Regions from separate parts of the Mus musculus genome. Here all the other regions are linked to region 1. A link is a contact called in public Hi-C, HiChIP or PLAC-seq and promoter capture Hi-C data. All regions are on one chromosome and are shown on one strand. The core of a region is the stretch at or near the end of the contact, and the rest is flanking DNA. Distances in the headings are between cores, read along the strand shown. Region 1 holds the start of Cmtr2 (cap methyltransferase 2). Region 2 holds the start of Gabarapl2 (gamma-aminobutyric acid (GABA) A receptor-associated protein-like 2). Region 3 holds the start of Terf2ip (telomeric repeat binding factor 2, interacting protein). Region 4 holds the start of Fa2h (fatty acid 2-hydroxylase). Region 5 holds the start of Zfp1 (zinc finger protein 1). Region 6 holds the start of Adat1 (adenosine deaminase, tRNA-specific 1). Region 7 holds the start of Wdr59 (WD repeat domain 59).

The links. Promoter capture Hi-C pulls out the DNA fragments that hold promoters and counts their contacts. Hi-C and Micro-C count contacts between places; a contact is called where the count stands out from the background. HiChIP or PLAC-seq counts read pairs in DNA pulled down with a chosen protein or histone mark.
Region 2: a promoter capture Hi-C map of pre-B cells shows a contact between it and region 1, with 5 times the contacts expected there. The contact joins the promoter of Gabarapl2 here to the promoter of Cmtr2 in region 1. A contact is called at or near these places in 3 of 39 promoter capture datasets (the HPC-7 cell line, liver and pre-B cells), 2 of 484 Hi-C or Micro-C datasets (CD4 T cells and the HL-1 cell line) and 2 of 9 other capture datasets (adipose tissue and liver).
Region 3: a contact with region 1 is called in a Hi-C map of CD8 T cells, with 13 times the contacts expected there. The contact joins the promoter of Terf2ip here to the promoter of Cmtr2 in region 1. A contact is called at or near these places in 2 of 39 promoter capture datasets (liver and pre-B cells), 4 of 484 Hi-C or Micro-C datasets (CD4 T cells, CD8 T cells, muscle stem cells and 1 more), 1 of 115 datasets of contacts at active chromatin or transcription factors (thymic regulatory T cells) and 2 of 9 other capture datasets (adipose tissue and liver).
Region 4: a FOXA1 HiChIP or PLAC-seq map of pancreatic cancer cells shows a contact between it and region 1. The contact joins the promoter of Fa2h here to the promoter of Cmtr2 in region 1. A contact is called at or near these places in 1 of 39 promoter capture datasets (stem cell-derived epiblast-like cells) and 1 of 115 datasets of contacts at active chromatin or transcription factors (pancreatic cancer cells).
Region 5: a contact with region 1 is called in a Hi-C map of uterus, with 7 times the contacts expected there. The contact joins the promoter of Zfp1 here to the promoter of Cmtr2 in region 1. A contact is called at or near these places in 1 of 39 promoter capture datasets (pre-B cells) and 1 of 484 Hi-C or Micro-C datasets (uterus).
Region 6: a promoter capture Hi-C map of pre-B cells shows a contact between it and region 1, with 8 times the contacts expected there. The contact joins the promoter of Adat1 here to the promoter of Cmtr2 in region 1. A contact is called at or near these places in 2 of 39 promoter capture datasets (liver and pre-B cells), 2 of 484 Hi-C or Micro-C datasets (CD8 T cells and muscle stem cells) and 1 of 9 other capture datasets (liver).
Region 7: a contact with region 1 is called in a promoter capture Hi-C map of pre-B cells, with 6 times the contacts expected there. The contact joins the promoter of Wdr59 here to the promoter of Cmtr2 in region 1. A contact is called at or near these places in 1 of 39 promoter capture datasets (pre-B cells) and 1 of 115 datasets of contacts at active chromatin or transcription factors (pancreatic cancer cells).

What each region holds. Positions count from the first base shown.
Region 1 is chr8:110,216,416-110,219,274 of GRCm38.p6, reverse strand. It overlaps Cmtr2 (cap methyltransferase 2), which reads right to left and starts at 1,315. Exons shown (of 2, transcript NM_146215.4): 1 at 1,189-1,315.
Region 2 is chr8:111,939,106-111,942,027 of GRCm38.p6, reverse strand. It overlaps Gabarapl2 (gamma-aminobutyric acid (GABA) A receptor-associated protein-like 2), which reads right to left and starts at 1,325. Exons shown (of 4, transcript NM_026693.5): 1 at 1,176-1,325; 2 at 813-868. The coding sequence starts at 1,209.
Region 3 is chr8:112,009,545-112,012,662 of GRCm38.p6, reverse strand. Terf2ip (telomeric repeat binding factor 2, interacting protein) reads right to left here and starts at 1,304. Exons shown (of 3, transcript NM_020584.2): 1 at 521-1,304. The coding sequence starts at 1,181. It overlaps Kars (lysyl-tRNA synthetase), which reads left to right and starts at 1,309. Exons shown (of 14, transcript NM_053092.3): 1 at 1,309-1,453. The coding sequence starts at 1,395.
Region 4 is chr8:111,392,338-111,395,145 of GRCm38.p6, reverse strand. It overlaps Fa2h (fatty acid 2-hydroxylase), which reads left to right and starts at 1,325. Exons shown (of 7, transcript NM_178086.3): 1 at 1,325-1,663. The coding sequence starts at 1,394.
Region 5 is chr8:111,642,173-111,645,271 of GRCm38.p6, reverse strand. Zfp1 (zinc finger protein 1) reads right to left here and starts at 1,829. Exons shown (of 4, transcript NM_001037665.2): 1 at 1,660-1,829.
Region 6 is chr8:111,990,909-111,993,811 of GRCm38.p6, reverse strand. Adat1 (adenosine deaminase, tRNA-specific 1) reads left to right here and starts at 1,510. Exons shown (of 10, transcript NM_013925.5): 1 at 1,510-1,631. Kars (lysyl-tRNA synthetase) reads left to right here. Exons shown (of 14, transcript NM_053092.3): 14 at 106-373. The coding sequence ends at 204.
Region 7 is chr8:111,520,275-111,523,508 of GRCm38.p6, reverse strand. It overlaps Wdr59 (WD repeat domain 59), which reads left to right and starts at 1,402. Exons shown (of 26, transcript NM_001170742.1): 1 at 1,402-1,581. The coding sequence starts at 1,528.

The DNA.
Region 1 (2,859 bases), core at 66-2,565:
TGTCTTGATCCACGCTGTGCTTACTGGGAACCGCAGCTACATTTAGACCTCCAATACATTCTATTTTGGGGGGAAAAAAAAAGTCTACTTTTAGTCATTAACTTCACATACTAATTAGTGGCTGTGGTTAAGCTGTGAAATCTTACCGAAATTAAGTGGATAATTGCCTTCACTTGCAAACAACTAAAAGGATTCAAACGCTCCAAGGTTCCTGACTGTACTTGAGCCTTGCTGCCAACTCATTCTTAATATTACCGCCCCCTTATCCATTCCACTCCAGCCACACAAGCCTGCTGTTCACTGAAGACCCAGGCCACACCACGTTGGAACACTTTGCTCAATACTAAGAGGCAAGCTCTACCTGGGCTTTACTCCCCCAAGTATCTATCTAGCTAATCCCCTCAGCTCCTCCTGGTATTTGCTGGAAGGCACTTTACTCTGTGAAGCCTATCCTAACACACTTATTTTGAAATTGCATCTCGGGCTCCCCATGGCCCTTACCTCACTTTCTCCCACGGCATTCATGTTTATCACTTATTTCTTTTCCCCTGTGTTCTGTTTGTGACTTGTCGTTCTCAACTTCCTCAAACCAGAATGTAAGCTCCGCACTTCTGCAGGACAGTTATCTTTTATTTTGCTCACTTACATGCCACCCCAAAAGGTTCCAACAGTGGCTGGTGGGCACTTAAGTACACTAACATTAACTGGATAAATGGACGAATATTACACTTAGCCCAAAAGACAAAGCTCTGAACAGAATAATGCATTTCAATTTCACCCTAGCATTTCAATGTACGACTTAAAAACAAAAAAAATTTCAATTAAATGCATAAAATTTTTTTTCAACTAAATGCATGCCGTTTCCAAAGTGCATGTGAGGCTGATGAGTATCAACTGTATTATTTTGCAGGCTCCAAGTGGAAGACAGGAAGCTTCCTGTCCAAAGCCACAAGGAAATGATTATAAAATTTGTAAGTCCAACACCAAAGCCTTTAAGTTCTCAACAGCTGTCAGGTCTAAGTGAGCATAGGGAGTGTTAGCAATGGTCCCGCCAACTTTTCCTAGGAAATAAAAACACTGGGGCATGTGCAGTGCTCACACTGGGTCCTGGGACAGCCACCTCTCAAACACTCATTTGAGCAGCCCCGCCCCTTGCCCGCAGCGAACCGTCCGGGAACTGTCACTCACCGAGAAGCCGGGTCCGCATTCCTTCAGCCCACGCCCACCAGAGCCCCTCGAGCAGGAGCAGAGTAGCACCGCACACGCGGTCCTCACTCTAACGAGCCACCTGCCACTTCCGCTCCCGGGAACAGCTTCCGGGGGTGGCGTCTCCTCTGCGTACTTGGCAACCGGGTCGCGGACAAAGAGGAGGGAGCGCCTGGAAGACCGCCCGGACCTGCGCACGCGCAACTGGAGCCAGATCCTCCTCCAGACCACGCCCCCACCGGCTGCGAGGCTCTGACAGCCACACTGCACAGGCGCCTTCCGGGAGGCCTATCGTCACGCGCATCGACGTCACTCGGGAGGGTGGCAACTCCTGGAGCTGAGCTCTGGTGCGGAGAAACTTGTCCGTCTCAGCGGGTCGCCATGGCAACGGAACTGGGCTTTGGTACCCGAAGGTTTACCCTGGATAGATAGATGCTAGTTCCTAGGAGAGACTGCATTAAAATTGAAGCTCAATGGATAACTTGAGTGCAAAACCAAATTAAAGAAACGGAAGTATCATCACTTGGTGTGTTTACATATTAATAAACCAAGGAAAAAGAAAACCACCCGGTGTAGTGCCACAAGCCTTTGATCCCAGCTCTCATGAGCCAGAGGGAAACAGATCTCTGAGTTCTAAGTCACTCTGGTCTACATAGAGAGTTCCATGTCAGCCAGGGATACCAGAGGATGGACTCTCAGGCCTGGGACTCTCTAGTTAGGTTAGACTGTCCAGCTAGTCACTGGTATCCACCTGTCTCCACCTCCCCAGCTGTGGGGTAGCCACAGCTGCTGTGCGTTTATAAGTGTAACAGCCATCCTTTTTAGAGGAAAGCGCTTCACAGCACTTCCCTCATCCTCTCGCTCTCCCACTCTTTTCACCCACTCTTCTGCACTCCCCTTCCCTGAGCAGGTGTTATGTAGATGGCCTGTCTATGGCTGAGCTGTCAGTCACTTCTCAGAACTTTGACAGAGATGAGGGAAGAGCACCGTATTCAGAAGGCAGTTTGGCAACTTGACCATTTAGAGAAAAAAAAAAAAATCAGTGGACTCTCCCTTAGAGCCCACGATTTGTTAGTTATGGGTTTGGGCCATAACTAATACAAGGCATGAATTCCTCTTGTGGAGCAGGCAAATACCTACTGAATATTTTAGAAAAGCTCCCTTAAGTTCCTTCCTAGTCTTCCACCCTCAAGAAGCAGCTATCACTGTATTTCCCATCACCCTAATTTAGATGATCTGGTCTAGAATTTCACATAATTCAATCATTACACTTTGACTCTTCTCAGCCTCTCCCTGTTCAATTTATTATTTAAAATGTTTTCATCTGTATTGTCTTGTGTCTTTAAAATTTATATTGCAAGGGGTTTGTCATTCTGTGGGTTGACTTTAATCAGTTCTTCTACTGAAGGCTGACTGTTTAGTTTCTAGACTGGTGATATTACGAATGGACCTGTTTGGGGACTTTCTAATATGTTGTTGTAAGCATATGTTTTCATTATTCTTGTGTGACTTAGATGTGGAGGAACTGAGTCATCCAGCAGGCATAGCGACCAAGAGGAGAGAATAATCGCAGCTGCTGTGTGTGTAACTTCTTAAATCTTCCCCAGAGTTCTGAGTGTGTGTAACTTCTTAAGACTTCCCCAGATTTCTGAA
Region 2 (2,922 bases), core at 76-2,575, 1.7 Mb before region 1:
TATCTAGGCCGATGAAAAGATTGATCTGGCTAGGGTTTCATCTGTCATCTTTTGATCCATAGATAGACCCTGTTAGAGCATTCCAATCCCCAACAACACTGGAAAGAAATGGATGAACTAAGGGCAAAGCTATACAACTACAGCCACCCAAGAGCCGACATTTTCATTTGGCCTGTTGCTTCTCTCTGAACAGTTAACATTTATCCTCCTGCTTCTCAAAGGGACTGTTTACAAGCAAAGCACTACAATAGTAAGACTTTATGTCCTTCAAAAATCAATAGTGATATCAGAAACGATCGCCCCAACTAGGGCAGAAAGCAGAAATAAAGCAACATACTTATTGATTAGAGGCAAAACGAGAGCATTTCAGATTTGTTAGTCAAACAAGGATGGCAGAATCAGGGTAAAGAGAAACTCGAAGTTAAAGGTCCAGCGTTAAAGATGACTACCTTGAAAGGATGCTACCGTATCCAACCCCAAATGCCAGTCTCCCTCCACCATCATTCCCCAAAGTGGCAGTGACCTGTTGCCCTGTCCTAGAACACGGTTCCTTACATAATTGGTGAGGGAGCCGAGAGGCTGCAAGCAGCTTGCTGCCCTAGATCGGGAGATTCAGCACTGGTGCCCCTGGACAGCACCAGCCCCTTAAGCCCCAAGCTTGGGCCGGCGGAACCCCAGGCTGTCCTCGGTCTCTGGGCTACACCTTGAGACCTTAAGTTCTCAACTGTTGCACGGCCTAGCGCGCCCGCCCGACACCTCTCCTAGACGCTAAGGGTGACAGCGGGGTGAGGGGGCGGGGAGTCCACACTCACCGGAACTCGGTCGGGGTACTTCGCTCTGATCTTCGCGGATTCCACGCATCTGTGTTCTGGGGAAGAAGAAAACCAGGCTGACATTCGCACTTGCCGGACAGCAGGGCCGCCGCTGCCGGAACCCCTTCTTCCTGTCCGCCCTTCTCCGCCCGCAACCTGCCTGCGTGCGTACGCCCCGAGTCCTAGCCCCGGAGTCCCTCGCCACAGATCCCCTCAGGAACTCCCAGCGAGATCCACGTAGGGCGACACGGGTCCGTGGGAGGCGCCAGGATGCCGGGGCCTTGGCGACCCAGCGGGCCCGGCAGGGCGGCGGGAGTGGGGGAGGGGCCGCGATCTGGGGCCCCGCAGGCCGACCGCGCTTACCCAGAGAGTGGTCCTCCTTAAACATCCACTTCATGGCGACGGGAAGCGACGGAGCCGGCTCTTCGAGCCGCGGACTTCGGCGAAGCGACCACAACAACAACGGAGGCGGCGGCGGCAGCGACGACTACTCCACAGGCGGGACTTCCGGCTGCCGGAGCCTAGCAACCTCCCGGGGCGGGGCTTCCGGCGGGCCTGGTAAGAGCTTCAGTAGGCTACGATTACGTGAGAGGGCGGAGCCTAAGCGGAGACCTAGGAGCGCTCCTGGGAATGGAGACTGACGTAGGTGGCTGGGAAGTCTGTGAGTGACAGTGGAGACTTTAGGAATTAGTGACTGGAATGGAGTTTCAGGATTGTGCATGACAGGCAGGTCATGGCTCATAGCTTGGAACGCTTGTAAAGGGCTCTGGAAGGGGAAGTCTGGGGCTTAAGGAGAAATGAATATTAATTTTTGGCTGGGTGAGAAGGCGGGAGCTCGGCATGGAGGGATAACCTGTTCCAAGCGCTGTGTGCAACGAGTACTGGTGACCACCTAGAGGTCTAGTATAGGAGTTGTTGCACCTAAAATTTGATTTAAACAAATCTCACTTCCCACTCACGAATACATATTTTAAACATTCATGAACACTTATGAACAAGTACCACACATACTCATTTAGTCAACGGAATATCCCTGATCACAGAGATTCTTTATCGGAAACTGTCAGAGGCGAAGTGCCAGTGTCAGGCGGGGAGGATTCCTGGGAGAGCTGGTCATAAGACACCCTAGGAGAAGGAGCTGGCAGTGGGAGTGGCTCGGCACTAACCCTGAGCTGTGGGTGTCACCTGCCCTAGGCACAAGCCTCGAGGTTCCACCCCTGTCCAAGTCGTAGCATAGTCATCCAGGAAGTCGGCTCTGGGTCACCATCTGTTTATGCACTGGTGAACACAGAACATGAATATGCAGTTAATCGGCCACCTGACCACGTGCTTATATGATCTGCCGCATCTGTAGAGCCAGTGTTTGAACCTTGTCATCAATCATTCCCTACAGTTGAAATTCCTGATAGATGCTGTGGCTATAACTTCATTCTGAAAGTATTTGTTATTTTCCACTGGGGGGAGGGGAGAGACTCAGTTCCCAGCAGGTAAAAACGCTTGGTGCCAAGCCTGCCAGACGGAGTTCAATCCTGAGGACCCAAGTGATGGAGGACAACCTGTTTACAAAGGTTATCTTCTGGCCTCAAGGCATTCACTGTGGCAAGCCTCCATACACATACACACCCAGATGCAGGGAAGATAATGAAAATCTTAAGGAAAAAAAAATTTAATTTAAAGAACTTTTAAAACTTTGTGTTAGCTGGGTGTGGTGGCCCATGCCTTTAATCCCAGTACTTGGCAGGCAGGTGGATTTCTGAGTTCAAGGCCAGCCTAGTCTACAGAGTGAGTTCCCAGACAGCCAGGGCTACACAGAGAAACCCTGTCTGGAAAAAAAAAAAAAAAAAAGACTGTGTCTGAGCAACTAGGTGTTTGTCTTCTGCAAAACAAAAAATGCATTGAGTGTTATGTTGCAGACATAACACAGTGCTGTTCTGGAGACTGGGAGAAATCCATGGAGCAAAACAAACAACACCCCTGCTGTAGCAGAGCTTTTGTGCCTTGGGAACAGAAACTAAATGTCAGGTGATGACAGGTGACATTTAGAAAAGTAAAACAGTGGATGACAAGAACATGAAGCACTGCTGGGGTGGAGGGCTACTACAGAAATTGT
Region 3 (3,118 bases), core at 55-2,554, 1.8 Mb before region 1:
AAAAGGAGAAAAGGAGAGGAGGAAGGAAGGAAGGAAAAAGGGGGAAGGGAAAATATCTTTGAAATTTCTGAAAACAGAAACAGGTTACCCTGTTACCTCCTGGGTATGGTGGGTAGGAAGGGTAGAAGATTTCCATATATACTGTACTGTGTTCCTTTTGAACACAGAGCCGTTTTTGTAAACTAGTTACTGTTCCGTAGTCTCAGTCACTCCGAAGGCAGGAGAATATTTCAGGCATAGAGTTTGGGGACAGCCTGGGCGACACAGCGAAGAGACTCAAGTTCCCCGCCCTCCCAAACCCAAATCCATCAACGAACAAACATCCAGTCAACGGGAAGGAAAAGTTAAATGAAAAGACAAATTAAAACCAGAAAACAAGGGATAAGAGGAAACGGTGCACTTTCGCTTCGGACCTCAACAGAGAAGAGGGGCTGAGCTATGCCACCCACGGCGCCCAAAAAGACGCTCGCTGACAGGCAGGCAGCCCCGCCCCCCGGAGCCCCGAAGGTGCCGGCCTCACCTCCGCTATCCGCGGCCTCGGGGTCCTGCTCCGCCTTCCGTTTGAGCTTCTGGGAGGACGGGCTGACCGGGGCGTTCCCGAGCAGGTACTTGTGCTCCTGACCCCGTAGGTGCTTGAGGTAGCGGTCCTTGAGCGACTGCCAGGAGTGCTGCGTGAGCGAGCTCTTCTCCATCGCTTTCCACAAGGCATTGCCTGTGACCGAGCTGGGCGAACGGGCGTTCTCCTTCACGTAGGTCAGGATGGCCACATCTTCCGCGTCGGTGTAGGCGATGCGCCCGGTCAGGGGCTGCGGCTCCGGTTCCGTGGAGCCCTCGGTGGAAGCCCCGGGCTTCGGATCGGACGCCTGCTCCGTCAGGCCCAGCCGATAGGCCTCCAGGTCCAGCTTCTCGTTGCGATCCACGCAGTCTAGGATGTACTGCGTGGAGATGAAGTCGCCCGAAGCCTCGGCCAGCGCCTCCCCGGGCTGGGCGAGAAGCACGGCTCCGGGTTCCTGCACCCGACACACGGTGCCGCCGCCGTGCAGGATGAGCGTCGACAGCCGGCGCTTGGCCGAGCTGGGCCGCACGTAAAACGACATGGCGCTGCCGTCTTCTCTCACGAACAGAGTGGAGGAGTGAGTGGGCCCATTGGGGTCTTTACCCAGATCCATCGCCTCCGCCATACCTGTCGCCCCGCTGTACAAGTAAAGCGCAGAAACGACACCACTAAGACGGACTCTCCGCCGGAGGAGCCCAGCACTGCGCCTGCGCAGCGAGAGTCCGGCCGAGGGCCCGCCCTCTTTCCCGGAAGAGGCAGGACTTAGAGCCACGACCTGGAAGTTCTAGTTCTACGCTAGTCATAATTTTTTTTTTTCTGGGTCGGGCCAGTGGGGAAGATGGCCACGCTGCAGGAGAGTGAAGTCAAAGTGGATGGCGAGCAGAAACTAAGCAAGAAGTAAGTGTCGTTGAAGATCTCTAAGTGTCTCTTGTTGCAGTGTTCCGATGGGAAGTGCCTGGAGTTTTCCCGCCAAGGCGACTGTGCCTGGGGTCCCTCTTGTCTTTTCCGGTGGGTGAGCACATGCTGGGACAGAGATGCAGTGCCGTAGAACCTACAGCCTCCAGGATGCCCCAGGAGGATCAACTGCGTGGCTGATGGGTTCCCTGGTCCTAGCCGTAGGGACGAGCATACCTAGGGAAAGCCAGCACAGAAACCGGGAATGGTAGCAAAGAAAAGTGAAACTAACTTTTCCCTACCTTCTAAGAAATGCTCTTTTAATTGAACCACTCCCCCAACGGATAGACTGGAAAATGGTTAAATATCTTTGTTCTTAAAAGAAGAACCTTTACATTATCCTTGGCCTATCCAAGGTTATTCTGCACCTTGGGTGTTAAAAGGGGGTACGTTCTGAAACAATAGTGTACCTACCCATATGTGTCACTCAAAGGATCTGTGACACGGGAGCAAGTGGCCTTATTTAGCGGGATACACCAGGCTCCCTTTGCACTGCTGGGGGTATCTTTGTAAAACACTCCAAATCCCAGAATTGAGTAGGCAGATAAGATTACCCTCCCTTTAACTGGTTGCTTTTAGGACTACACTCTAGTCCACTTGACCCACAGAACACTAGCAATGACTTGAATGTCTTCTTAGTGCCTGGAACTACATAGTACCCTCCAAAGCTGTAGGAAATAACTAGTTTAAGCTGTCACATACCATGGCTGCTTTCGTTAGTACCCTAGCAATAAATAAATCCCCTTATTGATCCCCGAGGGAAATACCAGAAACCTTCTAGATAATAACTGGGTTTCCTTTTTATGGCTGTGTTTCTGCTTTGTGTGGTTTAGAAGGATTTTAAAGAAAATGTTTAAATTTATGGGTTGCAGGCTCCCTGGTTGGTTGTCCTTTGTGTGAGCAGTTTAGTGGATTCCTTAGCGGAGGATGGGTGAGTTTATTAAATCAGTAGTTGGAATTTTGAGTCACAAGCGAAAGAAAGTACCTCAGTTTTCAGGTAATTTAAGGAAGCCTTACTGCTGCTTTCAAGTCACTTTTCTTTCTTTCTTTTCTTTTTTTTTTTGGTTTTTCGAGACAGGATTTCTCTGTGTAGCCCTGGCGCCCTGGCTGTCCTGGAACTCACTTTGTAGACCAGGCTGGCCTCGAGCTCAGAAATCTGCCTGCCTCTGCCTCCCTAGTGCTGGGATCAAAGGTGTGCACCACCACACCCAGCCCTCAAGTTACTTTTCTTAAATATACCTTTGACTTTAATTTACCCGTTAAACACCACGCTGGCACTATACAAACTTTGTCTAATCTCAGTAGTAATCTTGCAAGAGAAATGTTCATGCCCACATTTCCAAGTCAGAAACTACGGCCCTGGGTTTATGAGAAAATGGGAGTTCCCAGCGGTTGTGGGTGTGGCTTAATGGCTGCTTCCATGCACAAGGCTCTTGATTTCCGGGGTACTGCTAATGAAAATATATGTTCCTCGTGTGCTTCCTAGCATTGCTCTGAAGCACTGGGACAGATATCTGAAGGGAAGTCTATACCAAATCTGTGATCCTCGGTTGCCTAATGAAATCAGGTAGTTTTGTTTGTTTTTTGTTTTTATAAGACAGGGTTTCC
Region 4 (2,808 bases), core at 76-2,575, 1.2 Mb before region 1:
ACACCCATCAGTTGCCAGGCAGGCCAGCAGTTCACCTCTACCTCTGAAGGGCTCCAAAGCCACTGCCCTTCCCTAACAAGAGAAAAGAGGAGGAGGCTGGGGGTGAGGGCACTGAATCAGCCATGTCTTTATTACAAGATTGTGAGGTGACAGATTTGCTGATAGGTGGACAGATATACAGTAAATTCATAAGTCAATAAAGTAAATAGAAATTCCCAGGATAAACACTTCACTAGTCTTCCACAACTCAGAACTAATGCAAAAGGTCCACAATGAACCCAATAGAAAATGCTTAAATAAAAACACAATCCAGCTATGCGGCTTCCCAAAGCTGTCTTACTAATAATGGCTTTTATTTCCATACAATATAATTTATAAAAACATCTGGAAGGCTGGCCCGGTGGTTAAGAGCACTGGCTGCTCTTTCAGAGGACCAGGGCTGCCAGCATATACACAACTCCTCACAAACTTCCCACAAATCTCCAGTTCCAGAGGATTGACACTCTCTTCTGACCGCCAGAGGGATGGCATGCGCATATGCATACACACACTCATACACAAAGTAAAATAAATCCTTTTTTAAAGTCGTCTGTTCACTCACCCAATGCACCCAGTGAAATATGTTTTGGGATTTTTTTGTTTCATTTTTATTTAAAATTGTAATAAAATGTGTACAATATACGTTTCAGAAATAAATATTCAGCATTTAGATGCGCATTCACACGGTGGGACGACGTAAGTTTTTAAACATTAAATATAACTATATATAATATTTAATTATATAATATATAATATTTAATTATTTAAATATATAATAGATACTATATAATAATTATATATAATTATATGTGATTAAATATTAAATATAATTAATTTCCAAATATTAAATATATTGTGGCTGAGTTTATATATTTCATACCCCCCAACCCCTGGGACTAGACCAGACCTCCGCCCTAGTGACTCTTGTCCTTGGCACCTCTTGAAACTGCCGAATTGAATACAGTAAGTTTCCCCCTTGAAGATGCGGTTCCTTGAAGATGTAGAAGTTGCGTGCCCGCCGAGGAGGTGGTCCTGACAGTCACCTTCAATGCGCTGGCATCCACCAGCAGCCGGGCACACCTGGTGGGCACGCCCTCTACCTGCCCAGGGCTACCTGGCGGGCCGCGCTCAGCGTCTTGCTCTCGGGGCTCGGGTCCCTGCGGGCCAATGGGGAGGCGGCTCCGGGCAGCAGCCGCGTCCCACCGAGTGGCCAATGGGAGCAGGGCATGCAAATGAGCAGGTGCGGTGGCGGCCGGCCCGTTGCGGCTGCCCCGGCTCCCGAGATGTTAGAGGCGCGCTGGGCAGCCGCGGAGCAGACTGCCGGGCTCCGAGATCCGAGCTCCGCTCTCCCGCCATGGCCCCCGCTCCGCCCCCCGCCGCCTCTTTCACGCCCGCCGAGGTCCAGCGGCGCCTGGCGGCCGGTGCCTGCTGGGTCCGCCGCGGGGCCAGCCTCTACGACCTCACCAGCTTCGTGCGGCATCATCCGGGGGGCGAGCAGCTGCTGCTGGCGCGGGCTGGCCAGGACATCAGTGCCGACCTGGATGGGCCACCTCACAGACACTCCGACAACGCCCGCCGCTGGCTGGAGCAGTACTATGTGGGCGAACTGCGAGCGGACCCGCAGGTACCAGGCGGCCCGGGGCACTCCCCGCTCCCTGCCTCACACCCCTCCCCCAGTCCGCCACTTTAGAGAGCTCAGATCACCTGCCCTCTAGGAGAACGCAAGGTGACAGCCTCCACCCTCACTTCCCTCCGTTTTCCCAGTTTCTCTCCAGGTAACCGGTCACTGACACCCCCTCTCCCATCCCCCTATTTCCCGTTCCTATCACCAGGAGCTTGGTGTTCCCGCTACCCCCCTGACCCGGCTGCATCCTCCTTCCAACATGTCCCTTCTGCAGCCCCCCTACCGCCTGACAACTTCGACTCCTGTTTCTGCCTCCAGCCACTACCTCCCACCCCACCCCCTTTCTCTCTTCTCTTCCTTTTCCTTTATCAGCCTTTCTGGTTTCCTTTCTTGTTTCAGTAGTGGGTCCCTAGGCTCACCTGGCCTCAGTTTCTCCATCCCACCACTCTCTTGGTTCAAGGAGACACAAATCCAAAACTCTGCTCTGCCCCCTTCAGGGGCTCCTGTGGGTGAGTGAGTGAGGGGCCCGAACAGCGTTTTATTGATTCTATCCTCCAGCCCCCGGTTTTATTTCCGTCCTAAACAGTGTTGTGGGTTTGAAAGAGTGAAATAAAATACACGAACCAGCTTGCTAAGGAGAAGTCGATATTTCTAACCCAGACTATGCTAAACTCTCGGTACTGCTGTGTGGTACAGACTCATCTTGGATTTTTACCTTCAACCCATCCTGGGTGTTATTCTCATTTCAGGATGTGGAAACAAGGGTTCAGTGAAGTTCTATAAATGTCTGAGGTCAAACAACTAGGTAGTACAAAAATCAAGTGTTTCTTATTCAAGAATCAAAGTCGTCTCCATCTGGAGGGTTGGGAGACAGAGCTCTTGGTAGACTCAGGTGGAGCCAAGCTAACTCCTTATTCTCAAGCCTGATAGCAGGACTGGTGACAGCAAGGCCATCGTGATTAGGTTAAAGCAACGGTTGGTCCTTGTTGCTCGCGATCTTTCAAGTGCTTTTAGATCTTTAGATGAAAGGACATGCTGTCCACTGTTCCAAGAGACACCTCTTATCCATCTTGCCTAATTCTTATCTCTTAGTCACTTACTTGGTTCTTAAACGGATTGACGACACTGTGCTGGGCACCAACAGC
Region 5 (3,099 bases), core at 580-3,079, 1.4 Mb before region 1:
AGATAGTATTAGAAGGAGAGTGTAGTTTAACGGGAAAGTACAGCAGGCTAGTGAACTAACGTTTATGGAGAGATTGTCAATCTTGGACCTGAGGCTATGGAATTGTTAAGATATGGAAACAAAGATTAGAGAATTAAAAGATGATATGCATATAAAAAGTTAGTCCTTCATTCTCCTTGCTACTGGAGGGACTGGAGAGATCAATGCCTAGAGAGAGATCAGACAGAGCCACCTGCTTTACTTGCGAAAATGTTAAAACTTTGTAAAGATTTATTTAATATATGTAAGTACACTGTCACTGTCTTCAGACACACCAGAAGAAGGCATCAGATCCCACTACAGACGGTTGTGAGCCACCATGTGGTTGTTGGGATTTGAACTCAGGACCTTCAGAAGAGCAGTCAGTGCTTTTACCCCACTGAGCCATCTCTCCAGCCCAGTAAGAGATTTTTTTTTTTTTTTTTTTTTTTTTTTTTTTTTTTTTTTTTTTTTTTGGAGACAGTGTTTCTCTGTGTAGCCCTGGCTGTCCTGGAACTCACTTTGTAGAAATCCGCCTGCCTCTGCCTCCCAAGTGCTGGGATTAAAGGCGTGCGCCACCATGCCCGGCAAGAAATCATTTTAACCTCAGTAGTCTGTCACTTTTCTGTTCTTATAGCCACTTTAATGACTGTCTGCTGTGCCAGGAAACCGCAAAAGCTATGCCCAGCTGCCGTGAAGAACAGACTGTGTTCAAACAATAAGAAACCACAAGAACTGTGCCCTGCTGCCCGTGAAGAGAACACTGTGTTTAAGAGATAAGGAAATGTACTTTTGCTTAGCTTTCATTTCAAAGAAACGGGGGTTGGAGGTTCGGGATTACTGGAATTTATGTAACCATGGATTTTTTTTTTTAGAAAATGATTAACAGCGGTAAAAAGATTTAATGAATAAATCTTTAGTAAATAAAAGACTGGGTTCAGTTTCTGACAAGAGAACACATGAACTGACAGCTTGTATCCACTACTGACTCATATATTATTCAGTCAGCACCACTCCCACTCACCCCTTTCTCAGGACCATCCTCACCTCAAGCTGAGGCTGGACCTCGGCAACATACTTATATGAAAACTTTTACCCAAGCTAAACAGAAAAGTCAATATTAGAAAAAAAGAAAAGCCAATGTTAGGAAAAAAAAAAAGAAAAAGAAAAATCTGTTATACTGACGCTCAAACCGGAAGTAACGGGATAGACGTGATAATTCCGTGACAATATAACTGGAAACACCAGACACCAGGAACAAGGAGGTTCCAGGAGCCCGCAAAGCCACCGTGGGGGCGTGGCTAGCACCGTGAGCCCCGCCCCCACACCCTCGTGGAGGGTCAAGCGCGCGCCCGCCCGCCAGGCTTCCAGACTCGCCCCCGCGCGGCCTGAGCCCCGCGACGGCCAGCAGTGGCGCGTCTCCCCCCAAAGGGAGGCTGAGCCCGGGAGCTGCCCGTCCTCCTCCGACCCCACACACGCCGACCGCGAACAGCCCATAGGGACCGACTCTCAGAAGAGCTCGAGGCCCGACCCTACGCCCAGGGGTCGCCGCGGCCCGCAAGGCGTCGAAGTTGAGACTCCCACTCCGGCGCAGACGCGACCTTCCTCCCGGGCCCGCGCATCCCGGCCTTGCAGACATACCTGGAGGGGTCTAGCCTCCACTCGCGGTTCCGGGTCACGAGGCTCGCGGAGAAGGGGGCTCTTGTCACCCACTCGCGACTGCAGGTGGGGGAAGGGCGAGCGCTAGCGCTTTTGCGCAAGCGTGCACCTTGTGGAGCGAGCGGCCGTTCCCAGAGTCCTCGGAGCTGTGACGCTGAGGTGTAGGACTACAATTCCCATAATGCCTCTGAGCCGCGCTGCTAGGAACTCTGGGAAACGTACGCATTATTAGTTGGGTAGGGACCGTTTTTTCCAAGTTAACAGTCTGGTTTGTGTTACGGTCCCTTTCATCTTCCTGTGCTGTTAAAAACCCGGATTTGGAGTAACTGATTAAAACTTTCAACAACAAAATATGTGCGTTAAAGCAAATCTCAACCGCACTGGAAGCACACACCTTTCTGGGTGTGGTAGTGCACGCCTTTAATTCAAGCTAGTGAGAAGTAGAAGCAAGCAGAGATCCCTGGGAGTTGGAAGACTTAGAAAGTCTCAGTCCAGTCAAGGCTACAAAGTGAGATCCCCGTGTTACACCCACCCAGACACACACATTACCACTACCACCATTTTCCTTAACCTCTCGGCTCTACAGTTACTTTTGGAAGCACTGGCACAAATAACCCCATGTTTGTTGGTTTGAGACAGGGTCTTGTCAAGCCTAGGCTGGCTTCAAACTAATGATCTTCCTGTTTCAGCTCCCTGCTTACTGGGTTCTGGAGAGGGGAGGAAGCTAAGTAAACTCACTTCAGATACAAAAGCTTCAAAATGAAAGCTTCATTTTCTGTATGGGGCAGCCAGTTCTGGATCTGAACCTCGTCCCCCAAGGGAGACTGCACTGCAGGATGGGAACACAAAGGGGGGCGGGGAGGGGCTGTTGCAGTGACTAATCATATTTTGACACAAGGAGTTAAGGAAGTTTAACATTGGTGGTTGTGCCTTATCCTGGTTTCAATGTCCTGAGTCAGCTTTTGCAGTCAAGTCCCCTCCTGGACTCTGACCTGGCATTTAGAATGATAAGGGAACTGCACGTAGTCCGTTAAATCACGACAGGAAATAAATACACTTACTATTTGCATGCCTTAGTTAGATAATGGGATAATGGCAAAACCCCCTTTTTATATCCATTACTGGTTAACACACAGACATGAAACACCTGAAGAAGCAGGATAGGAGTTGATTCTGGGATCTGGGAACATGAACTCAGTTTTGGCCCTGCCAGCAAGATGGAACTTGTTTCTGAGATGGTTAGACTCATGAAATGTCTCCTAACAGGCGAACGGTACCATGCTCAGTATGATTTTATTTCTGTTTTGACCGTGATTATGAACACTGCATAGCTGCATGCATATGGTGCACATCCATACATATAATAGTCAAAACACTCATGCACATAAAATCGTAAAAATTTGTTGTTGATGATAATTTTAA
Region 6 (2,903 bases), core at 261-2,760, 1.8 Mb before region 1:
CCTGCCCCCGCCTCCTGAGTTCCACTGAGCCCGGCTCCTGGTGCTTCTGAACCTCGGCAGATGCTCTGCTCTTCTCAGGAAGTGCTTCTCTTTCCTCTTCTCTAGGAAGTACTTCTGTTTCCTGCCATGAAGCCAGAGGACAAGAAGGAAACTGCAGCGACCACTGAAACCCCAGAGAGCACAGAGGCCAGCCCCTCTGTCTAGAAGGCACATGCAACTATGGTGTCTGCATCTCAGCAGATCTGGTCTGAGGGAGCGATTCCTGTGTGGCGCCGTCCATCTGGCCACTGCAGTCCAACCTCCACAAGAGAGAAGAACTAAAGAAGTTCTTTTTATTCCTCGTTACCAAATAAATCATTTCTCTCTTTACCCATGCAGTGTTACTTTTTCTCCCCCGGGCTGCTGGTCTGATGAGTGGTCTAATTAGAGCTCTGTCATTGTATTCTTTTTAAGATTTATTTTTATTATCAATTGTGTGTGTGTGTGTGTGTGTGTGTGTGTGCATTTAGAGTGCAGGTGCCCTGAGGCCAGAGATGTTGGGTCCCTTAGAGCCAGAGTTACAGGCACTGTAAGCTGCCCAGCACGGAGGCTGAAAAACGAAGGTCAGCCCCATGGGAGCAGGGTGTGCTCTTAACTCCTAAGCCAACTTCTCGGCCCCACCTGCAGTCAGAATCTCTAATAAATGTATATTAATGTCTGTCTATTCAGTATGAGCCATTGTGCTGAAATACTGGAAACAACCAGAGAACAAAAGTCAAGTCACTTCTTCCATAAAAATCCCTTTTATTTTCTTTAGGGCTTGAGTGCAGAGTTGAGGGAGAACCAGACCAGATCCAGTGCAGGTTCCTTTTGGCTGGAGGCAGACTTAGACTGCAGTACAGGAGACATGGCTCAGTGCTGCAAGGGATTGATGCTCTTACAGAGGACCAGGCTTCAGTACCCAGCACCCGTGTGTCAGGCAGCTTGCAACCGTGATCCAGTTCCCAATACCCTTTTCTAGCTGCCTTGGGCATTTGCATGCACATATGTGCACAAATTGACAATTGATACAGGCACACGCACATAAATCTTTTAAAATATATACATGCATATATGTCCATAAGACTGTATTTGAAGAGCCGGGCAGTGGTGGCTCATGCCTTTAATCCCAGCACTCCGGAGGCAGAGGCAGGTGGATTTCTGAGTTCGAGGCCAGCCTGGTCTACAGAGTAAGTTCCAGGACAGCCAGGGCTACACAGAGAAACCCTGTCTCGAAAAAAAAAAAAAAAAAAAAAGAAACGATTTGAAGAATAACAATGGGTTATGAGAGAAATGAGTGAGGGCCAGGTCATCCAAGCCCATGACTGAGGTGAGAAACTGTCAGAGGATCTGCTTATAGTTCTGTTCAAAATTTTGATGAGATGCGAGCTAAGTCGGTCTTTGCTGCGGAGGCGGCTTCCTCCCCTTTGCACCGTTCCCACAGACTACAAAGACCAGCGTGCTTTGCGGGCAGAGCTTGACCGGAGCGGCCCTCTAGGGCGTCACTTCCGCTGCGCAACCTGGTTAAACGAGCGTGGCGGTAGAGGGGCATCGCGTGGAGGTTGCGGCGCGTGGATAATAGGGTGTGAGGGACTCCGGATCGGCGTCTCGGGGTTAGCTCTACACAGTTGGCCGAGGGGAGGGCGGTGGGGGGAGACTGTGAGGACCTGTGTCCACTGCTCCCACGGGGAGGGGTCTCAGCCCTGCTAGGCTCTCCAGCCCTGCGGTAGGAAGGGTGGGAAAAGAAGTGTTTGTTTGTTTTTTCAACCTTTGCACTGTTATTTTTAGCCAAAGCAATACCTGTTGTGAGCTGCTTCGTATGAAGGAGCCCTGGGGTTGTAGAGATGAATTACAGCGGACCCAAAATATCGAAACGTTCGACAACTGCGTGAATGACGTGATGTAGTTTGGACCGCTTCGTCCCCTTGTTTTGTAGTTCTAATGTGTACCTCGAATTTAATGGCAGATGGCTACCTTCATAAAATAAACTTCTGTGATGCCTATCAGGAACTAACAGGATTCTGGGATTCCTTCTAGAAATACAAGACTTCTCTGCGTTAGACTTGAAAGTTACAATCTCTGTCAGCCCCTGCCAGAATAGTCATTACCATTTACTGCAAAATGTGCCTGCATTTTGCAGAAGTCTTAGAAATACCTTGCCAAAACATCGCATCAGAGCTCAGAAAAAAAACAAACTAACAAAAAAAACAATTCTGTTGTTTATTCTACAAATGCTCTGCCATCTCTAGCCATCGCGTGAGCTCATCTACGGAGCTTTTTATATAATCGACTGAAGTCGAGCTATATCCAGTGAGCGCTAACAGCCAAGAGTGAGAGAATTTCTTCTGCCAACTGTAGGCCTCTTTCAGATCTGATCTGCATAATGTTCTGTTAGGTTGTATGGAAGTGGCTTGGTGTGCCCGTTACATTGCTTCTCTTCTGCCACCAATACAAATTTCCCAGATCACCAAATGTTGTATCTTCTGAATGCTAATCACAGTATATAGACATTTGCCTTTTTAAGTATTTATAAGAGATGTTAAATACTAGCTAGGTGGCACGTGCCTTTAATCCTAGCACAAAGGAGGCAGAGGCAGGTGATCTCTGTGCGTTCCAGGGCACCCAGGTCTACAGAGCAAGTCCTAGGACAGCCAGGACTGTTACACAGAAAAGCCCTGTCTAGAAAAAAAAATGTTAAATACTATTAGTCATGTTTTAACAGATGTGAAAACTAATTACCCAGGAATCACACAGTTCATCTGTATTAAAACTGAGATTGAAACCTAGAAAGTATAACTCCATGCCCACACCCTTAAACACAGCTGCTGTGAGAGCTTTCAGTGAGAGACTTTGGAAATTTGCTGGAGTGAGGTAGATTAGAAACG
Region 7 (3,234 bases), core at 153-2,652, 1.3 Mb before region 1:
GCAAGTTTTTTTTTTTGCTGGTTATAGTGGTAAAACCTAGACTGTTCCAGGCAGACGACAGTGAAATGATAGTCACCCTAGCCTACAGACAAGTTTGTCTGACCTTTATAACCAGCGTCTGCTGGGGGAAAGGAGTCTACACCTCCTCTCCATTCATGCAACGATCTTCAGAGAGGAATGCTGGTGACAGTTTATACTTGAGCCTTTACAACATGTCAGGCCTAGTGCTTGGCTCCTCTCAACAGCTAAGTATGATATACCCCCTTCTGTAGACAAAGAGATGCTAAGCCAGTTAACCCAGGACTTCAAAGGATAGGGTTGAAGAGGAGCCAACTAGTATCTACTATGCTAAACTTCCTGATTAATTTTTATTTCATCCTCAAAAATTGTCTAAGACTCCAAAAACTGTGTGGATAAAGATATTGCTAGTGTTAGAAATTAAAACCATGAATAGGGAAAAAAAACCATTATGGTTAAATGGCAACTACCATTAACATTAATTACACATCTTCAGTGAAAAAAAATAACACTTTTCAAAACCAAAATGATGTTATCAAAAAGAGGGTCAGCCGGGCAAGTGGTGGTGCACGCCTTTAATTTCAGCATTTGGGATGCAGAGGCAGGCAGATTTCTGAGTTCGAGGCCAGCCTGGTCTACAGAGTGAGTTCCAGGACAGCCAGAGCTACACAGAGAAACCCTGTCTCAAAAAAAAAACAAACAAAAAAAAACCCAACCAACCAACCAAACAAAAAAACAAACAAAAAAAGAAAAGAAAAAAAGAAGGAAAAAAGTCATGTCGTTTAATATTCAGTTTAAACTTCCTCTCAGAGTAAATTCCCTCTGTACTACACATCCTCGGGAGAACTATACCGCACAGTGATGTTAGTAAGATTATAAAATTGTTTTTACCTTTAGGGACTTGTTTTCTCCTCCACCCCCAAAGTGTTGTTCGTGGAGAACCTCAGGAACTACTTCAGAGGCACGGCTGTACAGCATGAAACAAAAAATTGTGCACTCAGATTTTTCAAAGCCTTGATGGCAGGAATCAGAAGAGGTTTTTTCCCTTGGTAGGGATGTAGGTTTTGTTTATAGGCTATGTGTAGGAGAATACGGGGATACCAACCAAATACCAGCAAAAATACAGGACAACTGCCATCTACTCTCTGAACTCAGGCTCTTCCTGGGTAACTGACGCTGTGCTGACATTTGACTACAATTCCCAGCAGAGCTCACGGCAGGGGGCGTGTCGGCAGCCGCGGGGTGCCCAGGTGACTCGTACTGATGACGAAATGAAGGGGCGTTCCTGTTTTGGGGCAGACCTGGTCCGTGGTTGGGGGAGAAAGCAGAAGAGGCGGGGTCTATCATTGGGGTAGCCAATCAGTTGTGGTCAAGTGAAAGGGAGAAACTGGGCGTGGCCGGATTTATTAGCAGGCTGTGTGGGGCTTACTCACGCGGGGAGTCTCGGACTTGGGGGTGGGGTTGGGGGTGGAGGGTCGCCTGCTGGCACCCCACGATCGGGCTAGTGAGATGGCGGCGCGCTGGAGCAGCGAGAACGTGGTGGTGGAGTTTCGAGACTCTCAGGTGAGCTGTGCGTGAATGGAGCCATCTGGGAATGGAGCCATCTGAGCATGCGCTTTCCGTGGTTTACACCCTCACCCGCCCCCCCCCCCATCCCCGCACCCCTGCACCCCCGCCTTTTCATCCATCCCTTTGCTCAGGGTGGGAAGATGGACGCGGTGCTCATCTGGAGCTGTCAGTCAGGATAGCTAAGGAAGCTTTGATTACTGGTCAGGACAGTTAGGGCAAAGGCGTGTATGGCCTTTAGGGTTCCAAACAGGCTTATGGTCTTGGGACGCCAAGATAGTGATTGTAAATGCTAAAGGGATTCTGACCTTGTTCAAGGTAGTGAACTGGGGGAGGTGTCCACTCCCTGAGGTAGTCGACTGCACTTGGTGACTTCGGGAAAGTTGCAGAACTTCTCTGAGCCTCAGTTACTTGGACCAAGTCTCACCTTGGACCATTTTGGGGGTGAATTTGTGAAATACTGTTTTGCGGAGCATCTGTTTCAGCCTAAGTGGTTGCTAATGTGGGAAATACTCTGTCGTTGACAAGATACATGTATTGCTTAGATTGGACACCTGTGAGCCCATCCCTCACATCACTCTCCACGCCTCGGTTTTCTTTTCTTTTTTTCTTTTTTCTTTTTCTTCTTTCTTTTTGGTTTTTCGAGACAGGGTTTCTCAGTGTAGCCCTGGCTGGCCTGGAACTCATTCTGTAGATCAGGCTGGCCTCGAACTCAGAAATCTGCCTTTTTCTGCCGCTGCCTCCCAGATTAAAGGCAAGCGCCACTACTGCTCGGCTATGCCTAGTTTTCTTACCTGTAGAAGGGAGGTTATTATACTTACAGGACTGGCATGAGAATTTTATGAGGCCACATGTTTAAGAAGTGTGGCACATGGCAAGCTTTAAAAATTGTTAACATTGGAGGCCTGCAAGGTGGCTGGCAAAGGCACTGCTGCCAGGCTTGCCAGCCTGAGTTCCAGGACTCACATGTCAGGAAGAACCAGCTGCCATACAATGGTCTCCTTCCTCCATCTGAAAGACTCCGAGAGGAGCCCCTCACTCAGGCCTCGGGACAATAGTGGACACCCAAGAACTCAGGAGAGACCAAGCTTGATGCAAACCACACAAGGCTTTATTTGGGGAAAGCCAGAGCTCTGGAGACGACTCATATCCCACGCAGGGGTAGAGGAGTCGACCACGAGGGGAAAAGGGGCCCAGTTTTTATAGGCCTTCAGGGGGAAAGGAGAGGGAGGGAGAAGGGGATTTCCAGATCTAAACAATGTCTATTCTCAAGAAATGGGTATGGGAGGGGTACAAGGAAAGAGTCTGGTGCAGGTGTAGCAACTCTGGATTGGCCCGGCTGTGGTTGCTGGGGAGATTTTCTGACTCTTTCTCAGCAACCAATATCACAAACACCTGGCAATGGGCTTCATCAGTGGGCACACACATGGGTTCAAGGAATGGCCAAAACATTGGCAGACAAACGGCTTCAAGGAGTGGCCAGAGCATTGTGTACCTCTATTTTTCTAAATCAGTGAAGCTAATTCTGCTAACAATGAAATCTATTTTGCCAATTTCAGGGCTTCTGTGACCTTTTACATTCTGTCAGGATCTTTTACATCCACATCCCGTGGCACTCGTACACACAGTCAATAAGTGAACAATAAAAAA